2 separate regions of the Rattus norvegicus genome follow, and region 1 is linked to region 2. The links are chromatin contacts, called in public Hi-C maps. All regions are on one chromosome and are shown on one strand. Each heading gives the region's core, a stretch centred on a gene start, on an enhancer-like site or on the middle of the called end of the contact. The rest is flanking DNA. Distances are from core to core; before and after follow the strand shown.

What was found. Hi-C and Micro-C count contacts between places; a contact is called where the count stands out from the background.
Region 1: a Hi-C map of liver shows a contact between it and region 2, with 4 times the contacts expected there. The contact joins two enhancer-like sites. A contact is called at or near these places in 11 of 12 Hi-C or Micro-C datasets (the A7r5 cell line, the Rat2 cell line, Schwann cells and 6 more).

The regions. Positions count from the first base shown.
Region 1 is chr6:76,113,139-76,119,030 of GRCr8, forward strand. The region is part of intron 4 of Akap6 (A-kinase anchoring protein 6); the gene reads left to right. Among named protein-coding and RNA genes, the nearest start is that of Akap6, 200 kb to the left of the region's middle. Within about 2 kb of position 2,998, at least 8 of the 93 cell types and tissues checked have an H3K27ac peak or open chromatin away from gene starts, as enhancers often do. A contact at or near this core is called in liver, where this site is marked.
Region 2 is chr6:76,065,856-76,071,206 of GRCr8, forward strand. All of the region lies in intron 2 of Akap6 (A-kinase anchoring protein 6), which reads left to right. Among named protein-coding and RNA genes, the nearest start is that of Akap6, 150 kb to the left of the region's middle. Within about 2 kb of position 2,321, at least 20 of the 93 cell types and tissues checked have an H3K27ac peak or open chromatin away from gene starts, as enhancers often do. A contact at or near this core is called in liver, where this site is marked.

The DNA.
Region 1 (5,892 bases), core at 1,748-4,247, 48 kb after region 2:
TATCCCTTTGACCTCCTTTTGTTGTCTAATTCTCTGGCTAGGACTTTGAATACTATATTGAGTAGGTAGGGAGAGAGTGGGCAGTCTGTCTTATTTCTAAACCGTCTCTCACATGCACTACTTGGGGGAATCTTGGAGAAGAGATTTGATTTGGGGTAAATCTGTACTTTTGGAAGGAATTATTGGATATGATAGGACCTTTGAAGACAGACATCAGAACTCCATATTGTAGTTTATGGTGAATCCAAAGATTCACTTTCTCTAGAACTCTGTTGGAAATGGATGTAGATAATTTTATCATCATTTTCTCCATTGGAATAAAATTGTCCGCACCTTGCAGAATGTATATAGCACTTCACTATGTGTAAAAATCTCCCAGATGCACCTTTAAGCCTAATTCAGCTACTATGCAAGGAGGGTTACCTGCAAAATGGGCTATTTTTCCATATTGATGGAAGCAGAGGTTTGGTGAGCCTAAGTTAGTTTTCTAAGCTAAACTAATTAGGTTGACAATCATATCAACTCTCCGATGCTTTTGCTTGAAAAGCTAAGACGCAAATCCACATCTTTTGATTCTTCATTCACTTTTACAATTGCAGTGTTAGAAAGATTTGTCCTGTAGGGAAATTTCAGTAGGGGAGGAAAACAAGTAGAGAAAATCACTGCAACCCCTCGGTCTGCCCAGGTACTTCTCTGTTGTGGTAAAAATAAAAATGGCAGAATGGTTCCTGCTCATACCCTGGCGGTCTCACTTTGGCTAGTTCTGGTTCCAGTTGGCCATTGGAACTAGCACTAATTTATCTCAGCGGCTCCACACTGCCCCCGAGTACTCGCTGACCCAGGCAGCAATCTCTCTACCCATCTAGTTCCCAGGGCAGGTTGTTACCACACCAGGCTTACACATCCCAATTTCATGTGGGCTCTGTGCATCCTGCCACCATACACTCTCTTAAACTCAATTAAGTTGCTACATAAAAGAACACATCACACAACATCTTCTGATCCAAATGATAAGATATAATTTGCCCATCTAGACAACACAAAATCCTGTACACATCCATCCCTTAACATTAGTCACAACAGCCTGTAACTATACACAGAGAAGAATCTTAGCATCTGTCACCATGTTCTCTCAACTCCTCCTCACTCTGCCTCTCTCTCACATCTTCTCCATCCCTTTTAAAACCTCTTTTCCCACCTCCCTTCCTTCTCGTCCAATGACAGGACTCGTTTTATCTTGTCTGCCTTCACCTGCCTAATGACATCAACCTACACCTCTGTTGTCTTTTTATGAATGGTGATTGTTGAACATTCTCAGGCAAGGCACTGTTACAGTCCAGTGCATGCGGCCCTTTTGAAAGAAAAGTTAAGTCCATAAAATAAAATTAGCATAAACATATAATAGTTATGTCTTAAATAATTGTCACCATACACCAAGTATCTATGTATCTGGTCCTCATCACAATCCTGGCATTAATTCAAAGTAGGGTTAATTAATGTGGATAAAAATACAGACGGGGAGACAGGGGCTGAGAGGCACCAGGCAATCTTCTCCGGAGCCCGCACTACTGACTTGATCAAATTCTCAGAGTTGTCAGTACAGAGTTAGACCTCGAATGAGAGCCAGCCATACCTGAGCAGTGTGCAGCACGGCTCCCACATGGCCATAAGAGAAGCCATAGCGGCCTTGCTGGGGACCAGCATGGAGTCAACATCAGGGGCTGCTGTGATGCAGAGCAGGAAGTGGGATCCTGTCAGAGAAGCGAACGTGATCTAGCAAAGGATTCTAGGCCTGGCTCAGCTACCAAAGGCTCTGGGGCCATTTTCCCATTGTCACTCTCTGGTCCCTCTGAGCCTCACAAAGCAGAAGGCAGAGGATGTGCTAATAACCAGTTAACAGGAGGGACTAGTAGACCATGGTGGGATTCTCAGGAACCCTCAGATTCCCTGTCACTCACCATTGTGTCTTTACACTTACCTTATTGATAGGAAAGATTTCTTTGTAGTATACTTTTATATTTGCTCCTTTGAAACCCATTTTTGTTTATTTTTGAGATTATAATTTAATTACTCTTTTCTGTTATTTCTTCCAAGCCTCCTATATACCCCTTCCCGCTCTCCTTCAGATTAATGGTCTCTTTTTTGCATGCATATTTGTGTGTGTTTATGTGTGTCTGTGTATGTTTGTGTGTATATACATATATATTCCTAAATATAATCCTTTGGGTCCATGTATTGTCACTTGTATCTATGATTTCAGGGCTCACTGTTTGGGACTGGGTAACCAATCGGTGTGTTCATCCCTGGCGGGGAGCACCTGCTCCCAGTATTACTCAGTTGCCTGTAGCTCTTTGTGTAAGGTTGAGGCCTCATTGGCTTTTCCCCATCCATTTGGAAACTCATTCTTTTATTAGACATGTTTTAGGGACATAGACTTTAATATCCATTAGGTCTCCCCCCCATCCCTGGACCCTGTCTTGGGTCCTGACCTTGGTAACTTACAGGCTTAGATCTTTTAAGAAGTTCTCATTCATACATAAACAAGAGTAGGCATATTTGTTAAGTAATATTTTAAAAACCAAGAGTCAGGTTGCAACCTGTCCTTCATAGATAGAAGCTCCTTTCTCTTTGTTATTATTATTTCCTGATATCTCTAGGAAGTTTGGGGGGGGTACCAACTCCTCATGACTTACCAGGAATCTATGGGATAGGTAAATTGATTGAGAGTTTCCGGGGTGCCCACGGCTCTGCTCCATGAGCTTTCAACATAGAATTAAGAGGGAGCAGTTAAACCAAGCCACTGAAGCTGTTCATTTTTTCTGATAAAGGCATGAAATAGAATAAAAACAGTGAGGAGAAATTAGAGAAGGGAGTGCCTGAAGCAAATGGACTTTAACATAGGTTAAAATTTAACATGATATCTAGACCCATAACTAACACGAGTGCATGAGCCGTATCCCAAAGGGCAAGTCTTGCCTAAGCCCGTTTATTTATACTGTGGTTCTGTTTACTGGTTTACTTTATTTTGTTCTATTTCTTCTTAGAATTACTGAACAGTCATACCTAGGGCCTCTTACAGGCCAGGCTAGGCTAAGCAATCAAACCCAGAGCCTCTTACATGCTGGGCTAGGCTAAGCAATCGAACCCAGGGTCTCTTACACAGTAAGCTAGTACTCCACCACTCGGTTACATGCCTAGGCTGTTTGTAAAGTAATGTTTTATGGGAACACAGTCATGCTTTTTTTCTGTGGATGTTCTGCCTCATAACGATAGACTTGAAGAGTTGTGACAGGAAATATGCAGCCTGCAAAGAATGAAGTACTTCCTTTCTGGCTGTCAGTGGAGCCAAGTTCCTGGCCTCTGCCCTTGATTGAGGACCAAAGGAGGAAACTCGTTTCTGAGTAGCAAATATTAGATGCCAGGCTCTGCAGTAGGTCTCCTCCTGTAATTTATACAACAACCCTATTGAAGACTTGTCCCGTTCTGCAGATGATGAATCTGAGGATCAAATGGGCTGAAGGTCACATGGTTGCTAACTCTAAGGGCTAGAATCCGAGTGAGATGCTAGACAGGACTTGATCTGTGAGAGACACTGAAATGCCACGGAATTCAGACTGTAATCATATGAATAGATAAAAATCGATTTATCAGGCCCGCAGAAGCACTTCTGGGTTAGTAAGTGGGCACTGGGAACTCTTCATAATGACTGTGTGGGAAACAGCCACTTGTCTAAAGTGGGAAATTCTTGGATCTATCGAAAGAGCCGAGTAACGCCTAGGAGGGCTTCGGGATGCAGCACTGGGTGGTGCCACCTCAGATAAGACTTGTGTGACACACTGGGTCTTCTTTCACACTCTGGGTTTTTGGCTAACACTGTCCTGGAAAGCGACACCATTCGGTCGGAGTCAGTGACACTAAGCTGACTGACGCATGCCCATCTCTCCACAGAGATAAAGTGTCTCCCAACACCAGATGGCGGTATCTGGCTACAGTTAAATGGCTCAGCTGTTGCTGTGTTTCCTTCTCAGAGACATATACACCACGTTTAAGAATTTGCTGCCAGCTGGGGATGTCGCTGCTCGTAAATTATTTTGGATTCAGTGCAGTACAGACTTAGTTCAGACCTTGCTCTTGGTAACTGGGTTGGACGAAATTGTCATCCTGTCTGCACAACGAAGCTGTCCTTGTGCTCAGAGATGAAGCTGAGAAGGCCTGGGTTGAGTGTGGAGGGCGGATTAAAGTGACACTGGTTTTGACAATCTTCCCATGGTAAAATGGGTACAGACAGGCCCCGTCTTTTCAGACTTCATTCCGGTTACGTGCTGACACCTCCATGATCACACTCTGACAGTGGTCTTTCTTCCCTGTTTTTCCTTCATTGTGGTTACCAAAACTGACATAATAAAGCTTGCCATTTTAACCATTTGAGGTGTACAGTTCATTAGTGCGGGGTATTCACATTCTTGTGAAACAGCTTTTCAGGACTCTTGCCAGTGGTTCTCAACCTTAACGCTATGGCTGGCCCTTTAATACACTTCCTCACATTGTTGTGACCTCCAGTCACACAATTATTTCTGTTGCTACTCCATTACTATAGTTTTGCTACTGTAGTAAATCATAATGCAAATACCTATGTTTTCTAATGGTCATACACCCCTGTGAAAATGTTGTTCGACCCTGCATGGTGCATGGGTTGAGAACTACTATTCTATGCCATTAAACAATGACTCCCTTCGTCTCAGCCCCTGGCCTCTGATTTTAAGTACGCTGGCAGCGGCATCTGCATAGAATGATGCCATGTCTTTCCTGTGACTGATTTATTTCACTCAGCACAAGTCAAATCCAAGTTTTGTTCATGCTGTCTACCCATATGACCCCCATAGTATGAACCACAGTTGCATCTCCTTATTCAGAGCAAGAATAAGTCATAATATCATAACATAATATAATATGGTGACATATACAATGATTCACTGGATGCCACACACCCAGATTTTCCTCTGACTTAAACTGGCTTCTCTCACCGTCTTTGTGACCAGGTACCTGATGAAGTAGCTTAAGGGAGTGCATGCAGTTAGAAGGGACACAGTCCATCATGACAGGGAAGGCATGACCACAGACAGCTTCATGACAGGCTGACGTGGCTGGGACTCTCCACTTTGCAGCAGAACTGGAAACAGAGGCTAGACTGGAAACTGGATGGGTAAAACTATGTCAACCTCAGGGTCACCCCCAGAAACTCATTTCCTGCAACAAATCACCTCCTAAAAGTTCCATGACCACAATAGCAAATGGCTGGGGAGCACATGTCCAAGTGTGTGAGCATGTGGGGGCCATTTCACATACAAATGGTGAAAGTACCCCACTGGTCCTGTTAGGTAGAGCATGAGAACCACTCACTCTTCCTCCCACAGGGCCCCCCCCCTTGTCTCTACATTTGCTCTCTTTCCACCTTTTCTCTCATTACTACTTCTTTTCTCTTCTGGACCTTGTGTTCACTCTAGCTCCTGAGAAAGAAAAAGTGAAAGGCAGCCTGTTTTCTTCTGTGGACATGCATGTCTGACACATTACTTCTCACATGCCACTGGTCCGGGTCACCAGGGAGCTTCCAAAATGAACCGGTGTGTTATTACTACAGCTATGTCTTGCTGTAGCTGCTTGTTGGAACAGCTTGGTAGAAGGAGGGCACTATGAAGTTAGAAGAAAAGGGGCCAGAGAGGGAATCTGAATGTCAAACGTCTGTACAGCAAAGCTAGGAAATGAATCTGTTTAATGAATGCATAAATGAGTGAATGAATGATTGAATGTTTCGTTAAGTGTGAGCTTCTTCTAGACTAGGGTTGCAAACCAATGATCTAAGGGACCAGGTGGATGGTGTAAATGAGCCGTGTA
Region 2 (5,351 bases), core at 1,071-3,570:
ATAAATGGCTCATCTGTCTTTAAGACACTCGTTAGGAAGATGGCTCAGTCAGTAAGGTGCCTGCCGCTCAATGATGAGGACCAGGATCTCTAGCACCAATTATGCCGTGGTTGGCACAGTGCCTGTAACCCCAGAACTGGAGATACAGGCTTGTAGGCCACTGAAGCTCATCATCAACCTGTTGACGACTCAGTTCACTGAGAGACTGTCTCAACAAATATGATGGAGAATGGATAAAAAGGCAGTCAATGTCAACTTATAGCCTACACACAGACACATAGATACTCCGACACATACACACACACACACACACACACACACACACACACACACACACACAGGGAGGTGTTTGGGAAAGCTGTGTATACAGAGTTACTAGTATTGCTCCCTTCTGATAATAAGAATAATACATATTCTTATAAATATTATCTATGACCCATTAGTACTATTACCATTTTGATGAATTTCCTTTATTTAACTCTCATTTATTTGTATTAAATCCAAATTGGATCCCAACAAAATTTGTAGACATTATTTCTTTAACTTAGTATTGCATTATCAGTTTTTTTCCCACTTGAAATGGACTCACAACCGGTCCAAGATTACTTCTCATGACACTTACATGAAGGAAGTCTCTAATAAGTTTACAATGAAGGAGTTTTGTTGTGGTCTAAACATAGTCCTAAATATCTGTGAGCAGAACCATCAAGAGTGTATCCTGAACCGCTGTGGTAGAGAGCCCCAAGATTGCTCTGCAATCAGCATTCAGCTGTGTAAGAATGTACAAGAAGGTGCCACATATGAATGGGAAAGTGTGCCCTCAAAATACACTGTCCCAAAGAGTGTCTTGATTTTCCGAGCTTTGGAACTGTGAGAAATATGTCTTGTTGTTTGTAGGCTACCTCGATCATGAATGGCAGCCCAACTGAAGAAATGAGAGTCACAGCCTGGTCACAGTGAGGTACCCATTCACAGTCACGCTGTCTGGTGTGTCTGTGGTTTGGTGACAATAGTGTAAGCTGACTCATCCAGCTATGGGGAGGGAAGAGAACAGTTTTATGGAGCTAAAAGATTTATAGAGACCAAACAAGGCCAAAAATGGCTTTAGTGCATCATTAGTTTGAATTTAGATTTTACTGTGATAGACATGGTTTAGTTTTTAACAAATAGAGAACATACTCTCAGGAACTGAGTCCAATGCACCCTCCCTCCGTCAGCTCAGGCTGATCCCTCTCACTCTCCTCTGTCTCCCAGTACCATGGGCGCAAGCCTGAGAGTGCCTCTGGGTAGGAATGTGTCTATGTGGTTTTCCGGTTGTCTCAGCAGACAGAATTAGAGGATATCATAATGGTAGAGGTATCTTAAAATAAGCTGCATTTCTTTCTGATATAAAGATGGTTGTACCCCAGTGGAGCTGACTCTGGAGATGTGAGTCCAGACACAAGGGCCTGAGGGCAGGGGAGCTGACCCTGCCTCCTGCAGATGGCAGCACTGGGTGGCCTAGCCAGAGCAGTGCCGCGCTGATCAGCTTGGCCGCCACCCAGGCCCAGATCCAGGGCTCTGAGTTGGCCTATCCCAAAATCTATATCAGCTACAAATGGTCCATCCTGTGGTTCCAAAGCTGCAGGATCTCCATGACCCAAGGCATGACCCGGAGCAGTCCTGGTGAGGATACAACATTGAAGGTAGCACAGAAACCAGGGATCTCAGACCAGACTGATGCTTCTTGGCAATGAACATTTGCAAGTGAAGGTGTGTGGACAGAGGGCTGCACTGTGGGACACACTGACACACTACAGCTTCCACGATGAGAAGCTTTCATGCTTTGTTGTTGCTGTTGTTGTTTGTTTATCTGTGTTTGTTTTATTGGGGGGGAGGTTGCAAGGGTGGATGTGAGGGGATGGGGAGATGAACGGGGCTGGGTTACATGCCGTGAAACTCACGAGGAACCAATACAAGGCTTTTTAAAAGTCTTGTACAAAACCAAGTCAAATAACCTTTTTTTCCCCTGCGTTCTGTAGCAAGAGTGTCTCTTGGCCACTTAGTGTTTAGTCATGTAGACTTTTGGTCTATGTTCACGTTCTTATTGATCCAGTTTTATTGACTACTGTAGATGGCCAGCTATCTTAGCTCACAGAATATTTTGGAGTTAATTTTATATTCAGTTTTCTTTTGGTTGATTGGTGATTCAGTAATGCATTCCAGGAGTCAAATTCCTAAGGCAGTAAGCAGAATGGCGTCCCATGGGGCAGTGCCTTGCCCATTTCTCCTAGCACAGTCCCCTCTGGGGGCAATGATTGCTGTCCATCTTCTCTGAGACTGAACGCATCTAGCCACGCCCCTCAGCACAGAAGCAAGCTGCAGCGTCGCTGAGCCCATAGGAAGAGCAGGTCTCCCAGCTATCCAATCTCTGTTCTCTTACAGCAATTACCCCAGCAAGGGAGCCTCCTCTAGCTACTCAGGGTCTACTCCATAATGAAAGATTCATCCTCTTAGAGGGTTTTATCATACTTCAGTCTGCCCGCCTTAGTGCTTCAGATAATTGTAGCCATATAGCATGTATCTTTGTGTTTTTGCCTTCTTTTGCTCAAATGTTTATGATTTATAAAGTTTATCAAATGCTTTTCCCCTGAACATATTGAGATCATATGTTGATCATTTTTTAAAACATTAATCCAACCTTGTTTCCCAGAATGAATGTATTCGATTTGTGTGTGTGTGTGTGTGTGTGTGTGTGTGTGTGTGTGTGTGTGTGTGTGTGTACTGGATTCATTTGGATGATATATTTCTGATTTATCTCTATACCTCTGTTCTTTTCTTTCTGAAAGCCTGGATTTTCTCCACCATCCCTCTTTCTTGGTGGGCTCTGAGCTTACATTTCTTTCTCCCTCTAGCTTTGGAGTCTATTTGAACTTTGTTTCAATATCCCCACCTCCAGTTATGCTCCTACATCTGTATGAGAAGATAGTGACAGTGCCTTCCCTCTGAGTTCCACTCTGTGTGGGCTCTTAGACTCTGATTCCCCTCTGTGCTGGAAACGGCTCTTGGATGCCTTCGGACTGATTTTTCCTTTCTAGCTTTCTAGTTTTTCTTAGTGTGGTAGCTGGTGTCCAAAAGCTAGTCTGCCATCACCAGAAGTAAAAACAATGCAAAAATGGAAAGCTGATACTGTCAGAGTGCCACAGTATTGTCCTCATTCAGTCCATGCCTCTGGGAGGAGCAAAGGCCCACAAATCCTACAAGCCCTCTGGCTGGGAAGACACTGGAATGATCTTTCCTCAACTGCTTTGTGCCTGAGGCCAGATCCTTCCTTCTGCGGTCACTCAGTTACTCAGGAAATGAGGAACTCTATTCACAACTTCTCTGTTCCCACACTAGAGCCCATCCGCCACTGAATCATGCCTTTTGTAGTTTCCCTGGTGGTTTCTCTTTAATAAATTTTTTCACTTCATTTCAGCCTTATCGCTTTTGCTTGGGCCCAACCGTGGTAGCTGTTTGCAGTATTGAAAAGACTCCTTTCCAACTCCTTATCAAAACAAGGAAAGGGCTTTCTAAACTGTGAGCAGACCTCAGCCTTCAGCACCGAGTTTAAATCCAACAGCAGCTCTCTGCAGCTCGCTGCAGCCCTCTGTACAGCACTGCACATATTGCACACACCCTTGCAGAATATGCTGCGGCCAGGCAATCTGTGCTGTGGGTACCGAGAGAGTCCTGTCTTTGCTCAGGGGCTGCCCCTTTCTGACATGTGAGTAGAACAAAGGATGACCTTTTTAGACTTGTTTCTTCTACAATAAGAGGAAAGTGACTCAGAGGATTTCCAGTTCAGGGGACTTTGTGACTCTGAGCCATTGGCTTAAACTAGGACGTATCCTTGTAAGAACCAAGCTCGTGTCTACAATACCTGTACTAGAGTGCAAGCATAGCATACAGTGATATTGTTCTGGTTTGACTTTTGCTGCTGTGACAAAGACACTGACCAAAGGTAGCTTAGTGATTTACTCACACCCACAGTTCAGATCAGAGTCCATCATGTGGGAAGTCGAGGCAGGAACTCCACAGCAGGTGTCCTTCTAGTGCAGGGAGCTTCATCTCCAAACAAGAAGTTTATTGCGCAGGCAAAGAGGCAGAGAGAAAGAAGCCAGCTTCCACCAGCTTTCTTACACAGCTCAGGACGGCCTGCTGGGACGGGCTTCTCCTCCTCTCCAGCTTACAGGCCTCACAGTCGGCAGCTTCTCTCCTCGGTGCTTTTCCTGCCAGCCCCTGTGACTCTCTCTTATTTTTTATGAGGCTGACACCCTGTCTACTTGGCCAAGCAGGCAACCTACTTTTTGGAACTTCCATTAACCCGCTTCTCTGTCTTCTGAGTTAGGTGGTGCAGTTCCCCTTCCTGTCCTTGGGTCTCAGCAGGTGGCACTGAGCTCCTCAAACTGCATTACACATTCAACTCTTCATCTCTAAAGTCCCAGAGGACTTTACAATGTTCTTCTCATCTTTAAATTTCGCAGAAATATAGAGTTTAGAACATTGAACTAATTAATTTATATTTAAATGAATGCATGCTTCATATTGAATGCTACTCAAAAAATTGAATTTTCTTATAAAGATCTTAAAAGTATTAGTCTTGTATCAAAAGCACCAAATACTTATGTACACAGACACACAGACACACAGACACACACACACACACACACACACACACACACAGAGAGAGAGAGAGAGAGAGAGAGAGAGAGAGAGAATCCCTAATTTGAAAAATTTAAACATGAAATATTTCAAAGAGTGAAACTTTTGAGTGCCAACATTTTGTCAGAAGTGGAAAATCCTACACTACACTTGACCTCACATGATGATTGCAATAAAAACATGGGTATGGTAAAAGTAATGTATATGATTACCTCTGAGCTATGCATACAAGGTGCACATGAAACAGGTGAATTTCATGTTTAGATTCAGGTCTTGTCCCCAAAATATCTTATTGTGCACATATGAATATCCCAAAATCCAAAAGACTCTGCAGACCAAGGCACTTCTAGTCTAATGCATTTTAGAGAATGAAAACTCAATGTACATAAATATTTTGGGTATGGCAGGCTTACAGAAAATTATATTTAGATATTTCTTAGATTCCATAAGGAATATGTAACTTCTCAACTATGCATAACTTTTTCCAGACTGATGTCAGTACTTGGTTCTGGTTAGAAAATCCTGTCTTGATTTTGCCATCTTTCTTCTTTTGAGCTAGCAAGAGCTGACAGCTATTTAAATAAAAATTAAAAATAGTGCATGTCCTGTTTGTTCCTGCCAGAATGTTAAGTGACCATGACCACAGAACTGAAATTGTGCTCTATCTC